Linked DNA regions of Mus musculus: all the other regions are linked to region 1. A link is a contact called in public Hi-C and HiCAR-type data. All regions are on one chromosome and are shown on one strand. Each heading gives the region's core, a stretch centred on a gene start, on an enhancer-like site or on the middle of the called end of the contact. The rest is flanking DNA. Distances are from core to core; before and after follow the strand shown.

Evidence for each region. A called contact is a pair of places that touch in the nucleus more often than the background predicts. HiCAR-type assays count read pairs that join an accessible place to other places.
Region 2: a HiCAR-type map of kidney shows a contact between it and region 1, with 3 times the contacts expected there. The contact joins two enhancer-like sites. A contact is called at or near these places in 2 of 484 Hi-C or Micro-C datasets (both in liver), 3 of 115 datasets of contacts at active chromatin or transcription factors (embryonic stem cells and kidney) and 1 of 9 other capture datasets (embryonic stem cells).
Region 3: a contact with region 1 is called in a Hi-C map of large pre-B cells, with 2.3 times the contacts expected there. The contact joins two enhancer-like sites. A contact is called at or near these places in 3 of 484 Hi-C or Micro-C datasets (CD4 T cells, cumulus cells and large pre-B cells), 2 of 115 datasets of contacts at active chromatin or transcription factors (both in embryonic stem cells) and 1 of 9 other capture datasets (embryonic stem cells).

What each region holds. Positions count from the first base shown.
Region 1 is chr1:164,365,137-164,368,107 of GRCm38.p6, reverse strand. The region is part of intron 9 of Nme7 (NME/NM23 family member 7); the gene reads right to left. Among named protein-coding and RNA genes, the nearest start is that of Gm39690, 52 kb to the left of the region's middle. Within about 2 kb of position 1,482, at least 27 of the 459 cell types and tissues checked have an H3K27ac peak or open chromatin away from gene starts, as enhancers often do. A contact at or near this core is called in kidney, where this site is marked.
Region 2 is chr1:164,712,772-164,715,742 of GRCm38.p6, reverse strand. No RefSeq gene overlaps it. Among named protein-coding and RNA genes, the nearest start is that of Dpt, 82 kb to the left of the region's middle. Within about 2 kb of position 1,557, at least 24 of the 459 cell types and tissues checked have an H3K27ac peak or open chromatin away from gene starts, as enhancers often do. A contact at or near this core is called in kidney, where this site is marked.
Region 3 is chr1:164,661,899-164,664,869 of GRCm38.p6, reverse strand. No RefSeq gene overlaps it. Among named protein-coding and RNA genes, the nearest start is that of Dpt, 130 kb to the left of the region's middle. Within about 2 kb of position 1,444, at least 7 of the 459 cell types and tissues checked have an H3K27ac peak or open chromatin away from gene starts, as enhancers often do.

The DNA of each region.
Region 1 (2,971 bases), core at 233-2,732:
CCAACCAAGGGAAATCATAAATGTGCAATTAGTTTTGTCTTAATTTCTCCTACTCTTTATTCTTTAATTTGAAAATGATGAAACACATAAAATGAAAATAAAGTTGTATATCATGAAAGTAAATTTTCCCCTACTTTAGAATTTCAGTTCTTAATAAAGGCATTCATTGCTGTGTTCATTTCTCCCATGTTCTTCTAAAATGTTCAACCCATTCACAAGCATACTTGTGTGTGTGTGCACCATACATTTTATGCTTTACTTAATTTCCATATATGAGTTGTTAATAAAAATAAACCTATGGTACAGGGTATGGCATCCATGTGAAGTTTAATAAATAGTTTTGGAGCTAACTACCAGCGACATCCCAAGCCGGAGCTCTTGTTACAGGTCTCCAACAGTTAGCCTCCCCCCTTCGGAGGTGACTGCTTGGCTGTGGAAGGCTCACTCCTGTATGCTTTACCACCTACTCATTGTTATTTTTTATTGATACATAAGGTAAATGAAGACGGGAAAGAACAAGAAGAAAAGACAAGCTAAAGAAAAGGAATGGAGAAGAATGTAAAGAAGGCAAGAGCAAAAGGCAAGAGACTGGAGCAGAGGAAAACAAAAAGATTTCATGGGAAAATGCATAACTAACAGATAAGTATAAGAAGGGAATAAACCAAAAACATATACAAGCCTTTTTAAAAATTGGAAAGAGCCGGGCAGTGGTGGCACACGCCTTTAATCCCAGCACTTGTGAGGCAGAGGCAGGCAGATTTCTGAGTTCGAAGCTAGCCTGGTCTACAGAGTGAGTTCCAGAACAGCCAGGACTACACAGAGAAACCCTGACTCAAAAAAACAAAAACAATAACAAAATCGGAAAGATACAGTCAAAAAACTACTAAAGGTAGATAAGGAGACAAAAAAAAAAAAAAAAGGCTGATAGAAGATTGCTCAATAAAGAAAAAACAAAATTAGACAAGGGCATGGAGATTATGGAGATGACTAAAAAAGATGGATAGAAGACGGTATAAAATATAGTAAATATTAAAATAGTAAAATTAAGTAAAATGTTCCTAAAAGTACAACGGAAAGACCAGAAAGGAGTGCACAGTGTCTTCCTGTGCTTTCTGCTGCTCTGTGCTGAACTGTGCTGGTGACTGTCTGACATCCCCAAAGGCCTTCACTTTGCTAGTTGCTTAGCAGCGGCCTCTGCTGGTCACAGTTAGCTTTTCAGTCCCAGGGTTGGACTGACTGCCCCACCCTTCTGAGTCTACCAATTTGTAGCCCCTGAGGTGACTGTGAGGCAGGGGGTTGCTCCCAAGTATCATAATGTGAGGAATGCAGCCACAGGACTGAGGGCTGCACAAACTCCTGGGCATTAATCATCGTGGAGGACTGTGATGCAGATAACAAGCACACACACACCCCCACTCACACCCGGAGGTTCCCCGAGTTCTTCACCTCTCCATCAGTGAAGCCTACAATAGGCACTTGGCTCCAGAGACTGGTCTAGCCACAGACCTCAGGCTCAGAGTCATTCTCAGTGAATGAAGTCAGCTCCCGGTGCTAGAGGCGAGACTTTCGTTATACATGGCATTGTTTGGATGAGCAGCTTGAGATCTGCATTTCTGGGGCTTGTCAGCAAATCGTAGAATTAGATTGACACTTCTGAAAGCTATAGCTTGTCTTGAGGGCAAGACTCCAGGTAGTGTTCATCAGAGCTTCTTAGTCACACCACTGGTTTCTAACTAGAGCACTCAAAGACAAAGTCCAATGCACGTGTGCTCAGCAAGCCTGTGACTGCAGCGTGCCTTAGGAAGGTAAGTGCTAAAGAAAGTCACAGTCAAGTCCAAAAGTCAATATGGGAGGAACTACACAAACCTCTGAATATCAATGTGGTAGTTTCAAGGAAAATGGCCCCCACAGACTCATAGGGAGGGGCATTATTGGAGGTGTGACCTTGTTGGAGGAAGTGTATCACTGGGAGGTGGGCTTTGAGGTTTCAAAAGCTGAAGCCAGCCTAGTGGCTCACTGTCTCTTCCTGCTGCACTGCAGATCTAGATGTAGAACTCTTGACTACCTCTCTGTCACCATGTCTATATCTGTGCCACCATGTTTCCCCGCCATGATGATAAAAGACTAAACCTCTGTACCGCAAGCCAGCTCCAATGAAAAGTTTTCATTTGTAAGAGTTGCCATGGTCATGGTGTCTCTTCACAGCAATAAAACCCTAAGACAATCAAGAAACAATTCACTAGGGGCCACAAGTGCATCAACTGAGAGAGTGGTTCTGGTACCTTGACTGGGCAGAGTGAAACTTTTATCCTGCTCTCCTGCTCTTTTGTGGTCCCTCACAAAGAGCAGGAGAGCAGGAGAGCTGACCTTAACCCTGCTGGCGGCAGCATTGGGTGGGCTAGCTGGGGCAGTGCTGGAGAGCTTGCTCAGCTCTCTAATATACTTCTAGGCCCAGATCCAGGGGTCTGAGTTGGCCCACCCTAAATTCTACACCATCTGTGAACTGTTGGAGAGCACGAGAGGGCCAGTCCTGCAATTCCAAAGCAGAAGACTTGCCATGACATAGGAGGGCAACAACAGGATAACTGGGACGAGTCCCGGATCCAGTACCAATGGTGTGGCAGAAGCCAGAGGCCTCGGACCAGACCAATGACTCATTGCAGCGAACATTTCCAAGTGAAGATGTGTGGACAGAGGGAAATACTGTGGGACATGCTACAGCTTTGATGATGAGATGTTTTCTACACTTTAATTTTGTCGTCATTGTTGTTTTGTTTCTATTATCTTTTAGGGGTGGGGCTTGCAAGGGTGAAGAGTGAATAAGAAGGGGCAGAGAGATAAGATTCACACACACACACACACACACACAAATCAATTAAAACAAACAAACCAAGCAAACATAGAAGAAGAATCCTGGAGCTGGAGGTAGGACGATGACGCCACTACTGATAGACAGTGCTCTTCCAACTTT
Region 2 (2,971 bases), core at 308-2,807, 350 kb before region 1:
TGCAGAGCGGCAGATTCTAGAGAGGATGTCTGTAAGAAAGAAGTAGCAATAAAATGTTTGTAACAGCCATAAGGAGTTATATTCTTTTTAGTTACTAGAAATAAGATAAAATAATGTTATTTTAATATAAATTAGATAAAAGTTAGATATAAAATTTACTACATATACATATCCATAACTATGAACCGCAAAAATGGCAAGATATCCCTAAGGATACAATAGTGGCACTTCCATCTTGGCTGAACCCAATAGCTGTCTAATTGGACTTAAAGCCTGTCCCATATGGGCCCAGCTGTAATGTCTACTAATATACCAGCTGTGGTGTCTACTAATATACCAGTTGTAACGTCTACATTACCACAGCAATAGAAGGCCTGAATGCTGGTGCAGGTACAATCTGTGATGTAAACAGTACTATAATTTAAACCGTGACCTTCCCACAAAGGCTCATGTGCTGAAGGCAAGGTCTGGCACCTGCACTTCTATTGGCAGCTTCTGGATCCATTTGGATTTGGAGTCTACTAGAAGGAGTTTACTTTAACAGGGTCACGCCCTTGACAAAGTACTGAGACCTTGCCCCCTTCCTGTCAGTCTCTCCTTTTTGTCTCCTTGTTTCTGTGAGATAAACATGCCTCTTCTGGCTTATACTACCACCATGTCACACTGTCTTGACATGGGCTCAAAGTCAATGAAGCCATCCAACCATGAACTAGAACATGCTGAAACAGAGCCAGGGCTTCATCCTTGTAACAAGAGCTAGCAAATGCATTTGGTATGAGTTTGTAAGCACGTGCAAAGGGATGACTGGCAGATTATTTTCTATGGTAGGAAATCAGCTGCCAAAGGTTTAAAAGTCGAGGGACAGCAGTATAAACCAGGTGTTGTGGCTCACATATAAATTTTAGCACCTAGGAGGACTGTGGGGAAGTGGGAGAGCAGCCTGGGCTACACTGTAAGAACCTGTTTCAAAAAACAAAAAAAAAAAAAAAAAATGAAAGAAAAGGAAACAGCAATATAATATCTATCTAGTAAACTGAGGTTTGTAGTTATGACTGCATTTTAGATTACAGAGAGATCATTAATGTAGTTAAAAATCAGTCTTAAAATATGAGGCAAGGAATTTTAAGGCTAAATAACTTAATATTTGGACATGATCATGTAGAAATTTAAACCTAATTACATATTTGGGAAGTGTTTGCAGATTGGCCCCACCTCCTGTATGTATCCTGGAGTTTGATGATTAACTGCCTGTGAGTTCCAGGGTAACTTCGGTGGTCAGTTAGAGCTTTGTTTGTTAGAACAGTTCAGCTACCACTATAGTGTGTGCTACAAAGCCAGAGTACTGGATTGAGGCAATATTTACTCAAAGGAGAGGGATATTTTTACTTCTCACAAAATACCCCTTTTGTCAGCCACACTGTACCACTATGCTTTAATGGGATATTTTGCCAAATAGCCAAGAGTTACTTACTGGTTAATGATTGTCCCATACTGATGGAAACTGAGTGTAAGTCACTGCCAAGAATGAGGAAGTTCAGTAAATAAGGGCAACATGTCCACATCTCGGCTCTTTCCTTCAGATCCAGCAACAGAAATCAGATGGACAGCTTTAAATGACCTTCTACAGTGCTTAGGAGATGAATTTGATCATTAGACAAATCAATGATTAAAAAAAAATAGTTTGAAATCTTGGCTGTCAGTGTGAGAAAGTTATTATTTAAAAAGCCAACTGATAACACACACACACACACACACACACACACACACACACACACACACACAAGGGGCAGGAGATGAATCTGGTTTCATACCAAGAGCTAAATCGTCCAGCCTGATCTAATTGTTCCAGGAAAAGTTCAATGCCACAGGGAAATAAAGAATGGCCAGAGAAGCCAATTAGCCTTTTCCAAAATGATTCGCCTTCCATGGTTTAAGCTAAAAATAATCTACTCTTGTCCTTTCCCTTCCTATCTGAAAGTGTAGCCTGCTTCTTAATTAGCTAGAGAAGCTTATGTTAGCTTTTGAATCTACGTGTTAAATGCTCACTGTATATTTTTAAAAGTTGCGATTTATTGGTTGGGGTTATGCGTGCCATGATTACTTATTTTCTGCATTTTGACCAGTTGAGGTTTTGTGTAATGGTCTGTGCACTTAGGAAGGAGCCAGTTCGGAATCTGAACACCACACCCTGAAGGGAGATTGTCCAACACTCTTTTTTGTTTGTTTGTTTGTTTTTGTTTGTTTGTTTGGTTGGTTGGTTGGTTGGTTGGTTGGTTGGTTGGTTGGTTTTTGGGTTTTTTTTAGTAGCCCTGGCTGTCCTGGAACTCACTCTGTAGACCAGGCTGGCCTCGAACTCAGAAATCTGCCTGCCAACATTCTTATAGGATGAGACTACATAACAAGGGGGATGGGGTGGGCTGTTGTACTGACCAATCATATTTCGACACAAGGGCATAAGCAAAAGGATGCTTCTTTGCTGAGGGGTGAGAGCTACGCTTCTGTGAGGCTATATGGATAAGTACTTAGATTGCAGTTAGAAATTAGACTGGCTTAGGAGAGTGGTGTGAGGAGGTCCTCCTCTAAGATCTCTGACCTTAGGAGCCAATGGTACTTGCTTAGGTTTATTTAATGAGGCATGGTTTCCCTCTTGCTACATACATCTACAACAAAATCCCTAATTAGAAGCCTCGGGGAACCTTGTAGTGTTAGGTTCAGGGTGGAACCCAAGAAAACTTACTTCAGATATGGAAGCTGAAAAATGAAAGCTTTATTTTCTGAGCGCTCAGCGAGGCGGCCAGTTCAGGGTCTGAACCATGTCCCTGAAGGGAGATTGTACATTTTTATAGGATGGGACCACAAAACAAGGGGGATTGGGGTGGGCTATTTTATTGACCAATCATATTTTGATACAAGGGGTTAAGCGAGGAAGTTATTGTTAGTTACGGGCCTTATCTGGATCACCTGATTTCAG
Region 3 (2,971 bases), core at 195-2,694, 300 kb before region 1:
AGAGGTTAATGTGAGGTGTCCTCATCCTCCACTCTCCATTTCACTTACTGAGGCATGGTCTCTCTCACTTGAACCCAGAACTCACCTATAGGACAGACGAGCTAGCTAGACAGTGACCATGGGAGTCCCTCCTCGGCTTCCCAAGCACTGGCATTACAGGGAGCCACCACACCTCCCAGGCTTCCATGTGGGCTCTGGGGAATCTGAACTCCGCCCCTCATATTTGTGCAGCTAGGGCTTTATCCACCGAGCCATTGCCCCAGTCCATGATCCGATCTTAAAGTTCTTTTCATTTCGGTGAGTCTCCTACAAGATTCCTCTCCTTGTTCTCTCTAGTTTCTCAGTTTTGTGACATGAGGCTGCATACAAGAAACTAGCACAAACGTTCAACAAATAGGGCTCTTTCATAGACAAGGATTTACCCAATGTCAGCTGTCACTGCAGCCGTTGTAAAACTTTTGTTCCTGGGGCTGTTTCCCAAAAGTTTTCATTGCTTGTCTCTTCAATGACAGAAGTGTTAGAGATACATAGATTCTAGGTAAGACCAGCTAAAACAGGTTATTCCAGACTCTTGCCCTTGATGCCTATAGACATCCCTTTTACAGTCCCTCTAAATTCCAGCAGTGGGCTGGAGTCCTGTACCGTGCTGGACAGCTCTACCTGGAAGCCTTCCTCTCCACAAACTCTGCAAATTAAGTGTGTCATTTGTCCTCCAACTGTCCTTCTTCATATTCTCTCTTTTAGTCAATTACTCAGTCTTACATCATCTTTGGTCTTCCTCGTGTTCTTTAAATAGACATACAAACGTTTACCTTTTAAGACAACTAAAATTTTACTTGGTAACAGTGGATTGAGATCATCATTCCTTTTATAGTCACTTGGAAAAGTGATTGAAACTGGTGTTTGCTTGTTTGTCTGTTCCTTCCTCAGGGTCCCCATTGACTTAGATGGCTCACTATCCAACCTTCTCCTCCCTATCTCCAATCCTCTGATAAAGACTCTTCTGGAACTCTACTGTGCTTCTATTTCCCCCTTGCATTCAAAGCACTTGAGACCTTTGGTGGCATGAGCATGTGGTTACAGATTGTTCACACATCAGCAGTGAACGTGGGCTAGAATAAGGACTAGCCTAAAACCATTAGTGCCTACTCTCCCAACAACCCACTTCTTCCAACAAGCCCCTTCCTTCCAAAGCTCCCAGGATTTCCCAAAACAGCGCCACCAGCTAGGCCCACATTTGCAAAGGCTAAGAATCACTTCACATTCATACCATAATGGCCTTAGGCCCCCTGCAACAGTGACCTCTCCTAGACCAGGGTCACTTTGGTAGCCCAGTGCAGCACACAAGCAGACATCCTTATGTGTTGCTTTGATGAGGAGAACCCCATTGCAGTTATGACGCACCATCCTGTTTAAGTAAACTGGGGACTCTCAGTGACAATATGCTGATATTCATGATGAATTCATACTTAGTGCACTGGCAACTGCCTTTCGCAGCTGTTTTCCTGGGGGCACTTTACAGTTTTTATCAAGATAGTCTCAAGAGATTTGCAATGGAGATTACTCCTTCATCCTTTTTTTTTTTTTTTTTAAGCTGAGAAAAACAAAGCATACAATTTTAAGAGTCCTACCGAGGATATTCAAATATAAAACTCATGTGGGAAAGTAATATATTCTTTTGACTCTCTGAGCTGTAGCCCTTCTCCCCTAAGAGGCTTCTCTTTTTCTAAAGAAAAACAAGTAGCGCCTTATCAGCTCTGTCCCTGGTTGGAGACCAAGGGAGTCTCTACTCATCTGTTCAAGCCCAGATTCCCCATGGTAGCATCTGAAAAGGAAAATGCCTGTATGGTGTCTCCGCTGTCATATTCAGTTTTATTTATTGACTTTTTATGATTAAACTAATGCAAAAATAAAAAACAAACAAACAAAGTTGAAGGAGAGAAAAAAAACAAAAGACAAAAACAATAAAATACAGAATATCAAAATAGATTTTGAAATGATGAACAAAGAAAAGCTGATAAGCCTGTGGCCAAACTGATAAGGCAACAAAGGAAAAGCGGCAGAGTTGGCCATGAGAGCAGAGTGGGGCACCATTAGTACTCCTGCAGGCACGAAAGGGACAAGAAGGAAATAGCAAGGTAGCTTTGAGCCTATACATTCAATGGCTTGGATAAAACTGGAAAGAAATTAAGAAATTGGAAAAATGCAAACTACCTGTCACATAAAAGCCAAAGGATGAATTGAATAGGTTAGTTTTGTTTTTTGTTTTTTTTTTTTAAATCTGTGAAAGAAATTGCATTTAAAATTAAAATACTTCCTGGGACAAAACTCCAATATGAGAATTTCACAGCTGAATTGCACCAAAATTTGCTGAGAAATGGTATCAGTTCTAGAGATGCCATTATAAAATGTACCAGAAGGAGTGTGTTGGCTCACTTGAAGAGGTGAATATCACCCTAGACCCAAGACAGAAGGATACAATATAGAAAGAAAAGTACATTATTAATAGCTTTCATACATCTTTACTAGCCACTTAGCGAGTCAAAATTCTCAAAATATAAAAATATACATAGAAAAAAAAAACAGTTTAGGCCAAGAATATAAAACTGCCTTAAATCTCAAAAATGAATCAAAATAATTTATCAAGTTAATTGATGAACAAAAGAAAAGCCAGATCAGTTCATTTTAATAGTTGAAGCATAAAAAAAAAAAATTGAGGAAATTCAATACCCATACATGATAAAAGAAATTCTCAGAAGTTCAGAAATAGAGAATTCCTTCTGTATGATTTAAAAGTGTCCAAAAGCAAACCAAACTTTTACCTCACTTTTCATATTAAAAAAAAAAAAACTTGAAATGAGTTATAGATTTAAGTTTCAGAGCTAAAGTAATGAAATTGTTAGAAGAAGCTAGAGCGGAAATCGTGGCAATTGGGGATTAGACAAAGATTTCTGAAATGGGATGCAAACAA